2 separate regions of the Mus musculus genome follow, and region 1 is linked to region 2. A link is a contact called in public Hi-C data. All regions are on one chromosome and are shown on one strand. The core of a region is the stretch at or near the end of the contact, and the rest is flanking DNA. Distances in the headings are between cores, read along the strand shown.

Region 1 (4,676 bases), core at 1,199-3,698, 410 kb before region 2:
CCTTCTTCTCCTCCTCCTTCTTCTTCTTCTCCTCCTTCTTCTCCTCCTCCTTCTCCTTCTCCTTCTTCTTCCTCTTCTTCCTCCTCCTCCTCCTCCCCCTCCTCCTTCTTAATTTTTCTTCTTCTTCTCCCCCCTCTCTCTCTTCCATTTTTTTCCTCTGAGGCAAATTCTAACTGTGTAGCCTTGGTTAGTCTATGTATATTAGGCTGGTATTGAACTTGTGGCCTCCACAGTATCAGGATACTAGATACATGGAGCCAGACTCATACTGATTTTTAGGCTAATCATAATTCCTTGTGATCATGGTGCTTATACAAAAATACAGTGGGTCTATGAGTGTCATTTTGAAATTCTCTTTCGATGCCAGTGACTAAGGAGAGCAGGTTGGTTGAGAGGATTCAAATGTCAGCTTTCAGAAAGTTGAAATTCATACAGGAAACCACAAAACATAGCCAGGAAATGGACCTAGGAAAGAATGTTTGAGGGAAGTTGTAGATAATGACTCGGAGATACTTTTGTCCCCTTTGAACAGAGACAAGCAAAGTGATACAGTAGAGTATGGCTTGAGAAATCCTTCTCTCAACTTTGTCCTACTCTGCCAACCCCCAGCACACGTGCTTCTGCCTGGACAGTGCTACTTTCTGATATTCAGAGTATTTCCAGTGAGGACACAGGAGAAACAACACATCTTAATTGTTAATTGTTTCCCACGGCATGAGGATGTTCTAGCAGGCCATCTACTCTGTTCACTGCCACAGATTCAGTAGCTGGCCTGATATGTGCTCTCCTTTGATCTTTTTTTTTTCACAGAAAGGAAAGTATTTATTATTTCTGTAATATTCATTGGTAAGCTCAGGCTCAATGGTTTGATGTTTGGTCAATAATCTGGTTAAGTTAGAAAGAATGATGGACAGTGAAAATGGAGGCAAGAGCCCTGGGCTCCAAGACTAGAAATTGGTCTTACTAAGTTTAACATTTGTAGCACTAAGGTGCTTTTATTCCTTGCTTATTGAAATTAGTCATTAAAAATTACTCATTGTCTTGACTGCATGGAGAACTTGTTTCATAGCCTCTATTTTTCTATCAAATCTCTAACCAGTTAACACTTTTTGATTCTTTGCTAAGGTAGTCTCTGACTTTTAGGTACCCAGTGAAGATTTTCTGTGTTTTTCTTTTGCCGGTAGCGTGTCCTGCAGGATCTTTTAGGTGCTCCTCCGGTTTGTGTGTCCCTCAGGCCCAGCGTTGTGACGGAGTGAATGACTGTTTCGACGAAAGTGATGAACTTTTCTGTGGTAGGTGTAATACAATTTCATTATGAATATATAACTTCTTGGAATCATTGCTGCTGCTGGTTGACCCCAGTCTTTGTAGATGCTGCATGTCTGTCCCTAGCTATCCTGAAACTCAATGGCTTAATTAACCCCATCATTTATTCTTGACCATGTATTCATGGTTGCATAGGCTCTCCTTAGCTGAGTGGCTCAGGCTCAAGCAATGGGTTGTTCTGTGCTAAGCTCCTTCCAGGTTGGCGTCATGGCTATTCTTTATGGCCCGGTCTTTCATGGAGTCAAGGAGCTAATAGAAACAAAAGCAAGGAAAAGTAAACATCAACACCTGGCTTCCAATAAGGGCTGGCCTTGCAAAACTTATATCATATTCTGTTGCTCCAAAGAAGTCGAATGGCTAAGCCCATGTTCAAGAGAGAGGTAAAATTATTTTGTATACCTTGAGGTCATGTCGTGGCATATTCTCACTATAGGGAGTAATGTCTTGTGGCTAATGACCTAACCTACCACAACTGGGTGTAAACACAAAGATCCTATACCTTAAGGAGCTCAGAATCTGAAGGAAGTTCAGTTCAGTGTGGTTGCTGATACAACACAGGTGTCGTGAACAAACTAGACAACTGTTTAGTTGATTTATTTTTTCTGTTACAGTTACTTCCTTTTTATTGAAAAAGCTTTCTTTTTCATGCAATATATTCTGGTTCAGGTTTCTCCTTCCCATGCTCCTCTGAGAGCGTCATCATCTTTCTCTACCCATCCAACTCCACCATTTTTCTTTTTCTCTCTTGAGAAAATAAGTAACCAATCAAGCAAAACTTAATAAACAAATGAAAAGAAAAACACACACACACACACACACACACACACACACACACACACACACAGAGAGAGAGAGAGAGAGAGAGAGAGAGAGAGAGAGAGAGAAAGCCCCAAATCTATAAAAACACAAAACTGGAAACCTTAATATACAATCAAAAGACAAGTAAGATTACAAAGAGAGAGAGAGAGAGAGAGAGAGAGAGTAAAAAAGGAAAGAAAAATGCCAATCAAAGCAATATGGGACTAACATTTATAAAAATACTATTGAGCTGGTTCTGTGTTGTCTATCTACTACTGCTTGGCACGGGGCCTGCCCTTAAGTGTGGTCTAATGTTTCCTTTGCAAGCAGATGTCAGTTGGAGATAGCTTCCTGTTTAGTTCATGTCCACTTCCCTTTCTGAGTGCTGGGTTCTGGTCTGCTTTGACCCTATGGAGAGCCTGTACGTGCTGCCACAGTCTCTGTGGGTTCATATGTGCATCAGTCCTGTCCTTTCTGGAAGACACCATTTCCTTAGAGTCCTCTGGATCTTAGAGGCTTTCTGACTCATCTTCTTCATACACATTGACTGCTGGTAACAACTAAGGGATGGAAACAGGATACTCCTAATCTAGACAGATAATATAGATCATAATTTTCATTGTTATTTGCAACCTACTCCTGTATCGATTTCTAGTTTATAGGACAACAGGAAGATAGTTTAAGGGCAATATAAAGTTATTGGCAATAGTTTTTTAAATACTCTTGTAACAAAAATGGTATGTAATCTTTCCATATCTTTGGGGAAACATTTCATTTAATATAATACAGCTATGTAAAATTATATTCATAAAATGACCTCTGCATCTACAACTGTGTATGTGTGGGTGTGATACTGGGATCAAGCCTAGTGTCTTGCATGTGCTAGGCAAATACCCTAGCCCTGAACTACATCCCTAATCCCTTTGTACATTTTCAAATTTACAAAACAAAATAAAATCATCTTAATTTATGGCTCATTAGCAATCTAAATCTATAAAATCTTTGATTTCTTAAGAAAATAGATGCTGACAATTTTAGTGATTGAAGGTTTTTTTTTTCCATTACTGTTCTTTGCTCTGATGCCCCAGATGAAAGCTATTGGCATTCTTTTATAATAAGGACTAGTGATTGGTATCATTGTATTCCATTGCATCTTTTCCGGAGCCATTCTGTGGATGTTAACTAGGTACCTTTTGGCAACAACCAAGTGCTTTAAGGCAGTAGTGTACTCCACTCACCCTTTGAGGGGTGGGGACAGGGACTGAGTAACACAAGAAATACACTGGTAAACAAAAAAAAAAAAAGACAGTAAAACTGAAAAATTTCACAATCTAGAGATCACAGAGAAACCTTCCTTTCAGACGATGCTTTGCTGGTATACTATGTATGCCATAGATGTAAAGGTGATTCAAGAAGTCTGTCAAAGAAACAGTCGTTTTTAGGGTATATATCCATCAGAGTAAAACAAGTTTAAAGTGGTTTCACATGTGGGCTACGAGTCTGATATCCTTTAAGGTCTCACCTTCATTAATTAATCCACCAAGGTTTTTGTGAGCATCTAATATTTTTTGGTCAGGGACCTGAGGTAGAGAGATGAGTGAGACAAAATCCCCCATTTCAGCCCACTACACCTTTCTCAGGAGGGTAGGCAAGTTCAACTCAGATAACAGGTGATGCGAATTATTTTTCTTTAAAAAAAAAAATTAGTGATGCCAGGTGTCTTAGTTAGAGTTTTACTGCTGTGAACAGACACCGTGACCAAGGCAACTCTTATAAGGACAACATTTAAGTAGGGCTGGCTTACAGGCACAGAGGTTTAGTTCATTAACACCAAGGTGGGAACACATGGCAGTACCAGGGAGGCATGGTGCAGGCAGAGCTGAGAGTTCTACATCTTCATCTCAAGACTTCTAGGAAGACTGGCTTCAAGGCCACTAGAGTGAGGGTCTTAAGCCCATGACCACAGTGATACACCTACTCTAACAAGGCCCAACCTCCTAATAGTGCCACTCCCTGGGCCAAGCATATACAAACCATCATACCAGGCATGGTGGAGCAGATCTTTAACCCAAGCACACAGAAGGCAGAAGCAGGTGGATCTCTTTGAGGTCAGCTAGGATTACACAGTGAGAGCTTGTCTCAAAAAATAAGAGAAAACATGATTATTTATGATGCAATGAGTTGAAGTTACATAAACCACCAGATTTAAACACATTGACACCATAGCAAAACCAAGATCCGATAGGAATTTCATCAGAGTAAGGAATTATACTAGCCATCCCCTTTCTTCCTGGGATTTATTACTTGAAGGTAGACACATTCTATCACGCTTTTGTATTTTCCGTGATAATGTTCATACCTTTAGAGGGGTACTGTTGGCCATCAGAGAACCCAGCTGATGCCCTGTTGTTCATGACCTTTCTGCCTTTCACCACAGTGACTGTAAAACCTGCCTGCAACAGCAGCAGCTTCCGGCAGCATGGCCCTCTGGTCTGTGATGGCTTCCGGGACTGCGAGGATGGTCAGGACGAGCAAAACTGCACTAGAAGTGA
Region 2 (4,836 bases), core at 1,591-4,090:
GAAAGCCCTAAATAGCATACATCTAAACTTAATATCCAACTATAGATCAAAATAAATGTATTATATTATTTACATTATTCTTCTTAAGTTTAAAAGAAGTTACACAGAGCTGAAGGGGACTGAAGCCCCATAGAAGGAACATCGATATGAACTAACCAGTAAACTCAGAGCTCCTTGGATACCACCAACCAAGGAAAACACATGGTGGAACTTGTGGCTCTAGCTGTATATGTAGCAGAGGATTGCCTAGTGGGTCATCAATGGGAGAAGAGGCCCTTGGTCCTGTGAAGGCTCTATGCCCCAGTATAGGGGAATGCCAGGACCAGGAATGGGAGTGGGTGGGTTGGGGAGCAAGGGGAAAGAGGAGGGGATAGGGGATTTTCGGAGGGGAAACTAGGAAAGAGGCTAGCATTTGAAATGTAAATAAAGAAAATATCTAATAATAATAAAAAGAAGTGACACTGAGAATTTATAGTTAAAATGAACTTGGAGATCACACTGACCCAAACTCTATATAGAAAATCATCCAAAGAAAATAAAAATTCTCTAGAGTTGTAAAAACAACATAATCTATGATAGGAGCTATTCTTCTAACCATTTTTAGTAGTTGGTGAATAGTAAGAATGTGTGAAGGATTTCTGTTGTTAGTATTTGTGTGGGTTTGAATAAAAAATGGCCCCATAGATCCATAGGTAGTGGCACTATTAGGGTGTGGCCTTGGAGTGGGTGTGACTTTTTTGGAGGAAGTGCACCAGTAGGTGGCAGTCAAGCCCATCTCAGTGGTGCTTAAGGATTCAGATGTAGAACTCCTAACTCCTTCTCCAGCGCCATGTCTGCCTGGACACCACCATGCTTCCTAGCATGCTCATAATGGACTGAACCTCTGAAACTGTAAGCCAGCACCGATTAAATGTTTCTCTTTATAAGTGTTGTCATGGTCATGGTGTCAGTTCATAACAACAAAACACAAACTAAGACATACTTTTGTTTGTTTCTTAGTTTTTGTTTTGTTTTGTTTTGTTTTGTTTTGTTTTGTTTTGTTTTGTTTTGTTTTGTTTTGTTTTGTTTTGTTTTGTTTTAGGAGACAGCAGCTTACTCCATAGCCAGGACCAGCCTCAGAGTTATGATCCTCTTGCTTCTGCCTTCTGAGTACTTGGGTTACAGGCATGCACCATCATTCCAGGCTCTTGAGTCTGTGCTTTTTAATCTCTGTTTGTTTACTATTTTACAGGGCTTGATAGAATTCTAATCATTCCTGCCCAATAAAATTATCAACTACTACATAGTTTCTAAGACTTAGATAAGCTCGTAGCATTGTCGTAAATTAAAATGATAGTTATTGTTATATAGGCATATTAACTATGTAAGTTTGTGTATATGTTCATGAATGTGTACATGCATATGAAGGGCAAAGACCAATATCAGCTGTTTTTCTCATTTACTCCCTTCCTTAATTTTTGAGACGAGGCGTCTCACCAAATCAAGAGTTCAATGATTTGACTAGACTGAATGGCCAGCAAGCTCCCTGGGATCCCCTATTCCTTCCTCCTGAGAGCAGAGAATACGGGTGTGCACCACACTATATCAATGCTGTTTGACATGGGTTCTAGGGATCAAACTCAAATCTTCATGTTTTCACTTCTGACACTACCAATATGTTCCCCACTCACAGGAGTGGCTGCAGGGACTCCTAACTGGTCAAAGTCTTCAGAACATGTGACTGAGTACTCAGCCATGGACAGTTCAGCCATTCTAACTTTTAGGAAATAGAACAGAAGAGAAGAAAAAAAAATCAAGACCTGGAGTAAGTGGTAGGGCATTGTGGAATGCAGATTCCTGGGTGCTATATGACCATTGAAGATTTTTTTTTTGAAAACTTAGATTTTATTCTCTTTATTGAAGGGAGGGGGATATGTGTTCCAGAGCATACATGTGGAGGTCAGAGGGCAAGTTGTGGGAGTCAATTCTTTCTTTCTACTTTATGGGTTCCAGGTATTAATCTCAGGTCATTAAGCCATGTGGCAGGCGGCTCTACCCACCAAAGTATCTTGTGGGCACATATCATTGCACTCTTAAACTCAACAGCAATAGGAGTACCCTCACAGTACTTCCAAAAGATTGGGCTGCCAACATTTCCGCACAGAGTAGAGAGGCGTACATGAATTGCCTGAGGATCTATAAGCAGTTAATGCCTCTGGAAAGGGAGAGATATTTTCTTCAATGATATAGCCACTGGTAAGATGTCTATGCGCCTGTAAACAACCTTCCCACCTATGCTCCTGTAAGTAACACAGTTGAAACTCACTGAGTCACTGAAACAAACAACAAATCCAAAAAGACATGATAGTAGTAGAGCAACTAGCTGGGAAGAGAATCAGAGGGTAGATATGATTAAAATACATTATAGACTTGTACCAGAATAGAACAATGGAACAATGAAATCACTTCATGGGTACAATTTATATATATATATATATATATATATATATATATATATATATATATATATATATATATATATATATATATCCACTAAGAGAAACAGAAATAGAAACAACTTTATAAAATATCCCATGCCCTTAGAAATGACTATCTCTAATTAGAATTCTCTATCTTTAGTCTGACTAGAAGAGAAATCACAAACACTCTTTCTTTGATTTCCCCCAAAGAAGTGCACTTTTAATTTCATTCCATCCAGTAACTGGTATAACATGCTGTTCATTCCTATTATAAACTCAAGAAAGCAAGAAACCATTCTTTTGATTTCCTCATAGGTTTACCCCAGCCACAAAATAGGATCTTTGTCTGGCCTCCCTCTGCAGGCACGCCCTCCAAAAAGAGGATATTTAGCTGGCTGTAAGAGACAGGGCTCCTGCCCCTTTGACCACATGAACCTCAAGAAAACAACTCTTGCATTAAAGACCAAGAAATTGGAATCCTGTCTCTCTGCCTGTGGCTGCATGTAGCCAGCTGGCACCCTTGAAGGTCTGAAGCATCTCTCTGTAGATGAACTCTATCTGCAGGTAAGTTCCAAAGTGAAGCAGGATTTAGAAAGGAAATCATGAGATTTTTGTCTTTGGGTCCGAGCCATGTGCACCTATAAAGATAGAGGAATGCAGTGAATTGGGTTTTCTTCATAACCCTCCAGGCAGTTTCTAGGGAATGAAGATTCTAATAAAGTAAGAAACAAGCTTCAAGGAACTTAGAGTGGCATAGAGTTTCCATATGTTCTGCATCTACTTCTGTGACATTATTAAGCTATCAGGTTATAGCCTTTATCTCTATTTGTAGGCTGTGCCATACAAAAATAGAACCTTGGTTTGTCCTGTAGTCTCAGAAACCAGCAAACCCCATAGGTGCTAGTATGTGCTCCTATACTCAGGCGAAGCAAGGCACACAGAATGTTTACTCGGTCTGACTTTTGAACAGGACCTCATTTTGAAAATCAACACCTATAATTTGTTTGGAGTCTGTAAGCTGATTGCTAGCACAGAATGTTCAGTTCTCATGTTCTCCAGTTCTTTTTCACAAGCTTCTAAATAAAAATGTTTTCTTTCTTACTTGCTGTTTTTACTTTCTGGGTGGGGTGTAGAGGCCCTTCCTGTATCTGCTTAAAAAGGAACTTTCCAAATTAGTCTGTCCTATAAATGTACTTTGCTTCCTGCCATACTTGAGTGAGAGTGGGAAGAAACAGGTTCAAGCAGGCTAAATGAATTGTAAAATCCACAGAGTGCATACAACACACCAGGGTCTTATTCAAATGGAGATTCCTGCTTAGGGTGTGAAGTTGTGATTTTACATTACAAAATACTCCCAAAAGTTTTTATGTATCTGACAAAAAAATCATCCTTTGAGTAAGAGGGAAGAGGATGGTTTACTTCACAAATATTCAACACTTTTTAATTATAATACATGCCAAGCACTGGGTTGGGAAACTAATTAGGAATATAACAATATTTACCCTTAAAAGGCCCACAGCTGGGAATGGAGAGATGGCTCAAGTGTTAGAAGTACCAGATCTTTCCAGAGGACCCAGGTTTGATTTCTAGCACCCACATAACAGCTAACAACTGTTTGTAACTCCATTTCAGGATAATGTGATGCCCTCTTCGGGATTTCTTAAGCCTGGGGCAGCAGATGGTGCATATAAATACAGGCAAGACATATAAAATAAAGTAAATTTTTAAAGTCCCCAGTCTAATGTGGAAGCCAACATAACAAATTCTGTGTAAATTCTGTGATCATCATGAGCATAAGAAGATGAATTGTCATTGCATACACTAGCAAGATTGTGCTGATAGGACCCTGATATAGCTGTCTCTAGTGAGACTACGCTGGGGCCTAGCAAACACATAAGTGGATGCTCACAGACAGCTATTGGATGGATCACAGGGCCCCCAATGGAGGAGCTAGAGAAAGTAACCAATGAGCTAAAGAGATCTGCAACCCTGTAGGTGCAACAACATTATGAACTAACCAGTACCCCGGAGCTCTTGACTCTAGCTGCATATGTATCAAAAGATGGCCTAGTAAGCCATCACTGGAAAGAGAGGCCCATTGGACACGCAAGCTTTATATGCCCCAGTACAGGGGAACGCCAGGGCCAAAAAGTGGGAATGGGTGGGTAGGGGAGTGGGGGGGGGGATATGGGGGACTTTTGGGATAGCATTGGAAATGTAAATGAGGAAAATACCTAATTAAAAAAAAGAAGATGAATTGTAGATTGAGATGAGAAATTTGAACGTATACCTCACCAAAGAAGATACAGAGAAGGCAATTAAGCCGCTTAAAGGTGGCCAGGACCACATATCGTGATGGAATTTAAAGTGTAAACAG

What was found. Hi-C and Micro-C count contacts between places; a contact is called where the count stands out from the background.
Region 1: a contact with region 2 is called in a Hi-C map of bone marrow-derived macrophages, with 18 read pairs. The contact joins two enhancer-like sites. A contact is called at or near these places in 1 of 484 Hi-C or Micro-C datasets (bone marrow-derived macrophages), 1 of 115 datasets of contacts at active chromatin or transcription factors (stem cell-derived neural progenitor cells) and 2 of 9 other capture datasets (embryonic stem cells and liver).

What each region holds. Positions count from the first base shown.
Region 1 is chr16:45,664,168-45,668,843 of GRCm38.p6, reverse strand. It overlaps Tmprss7 (transmembrane serine protease 7), which reads left to right. Exons shown (of 18, transcript NM_172455.3): 12 at 1,185-1,292; 13 at 4,562-4,672. Among named protein-coding and RNA genes, the nearest start is that of BC016579, 12 kb to the right of the region's middle. Within about 2 kb of position 2,448, at least 33 of the 459 cell types and tissues checked have an H3K27ac peak or open chromatin away from gene starts, as enhancers often do. A contact at or near this core is called in bone marrow-derived macrophages, where this site is marked.
Region 2 is chr16:45,255,790-45,260,625 of GRCm38.p6, reverse strand. No RefSeq gene overlaps it. Among named protein-coding and RNA genes, the nearest start is that of Btla, 34 kb to the right of the region's middle. Within about 2 kb of position 2,840, at least 30 of the 459 cell types and tissues checked have an H3K27ac peak or open chromatin away from gene starts, as enhancers often do. A contact at or near this core is called in bone marrow-derived macrophages, where this site is marked.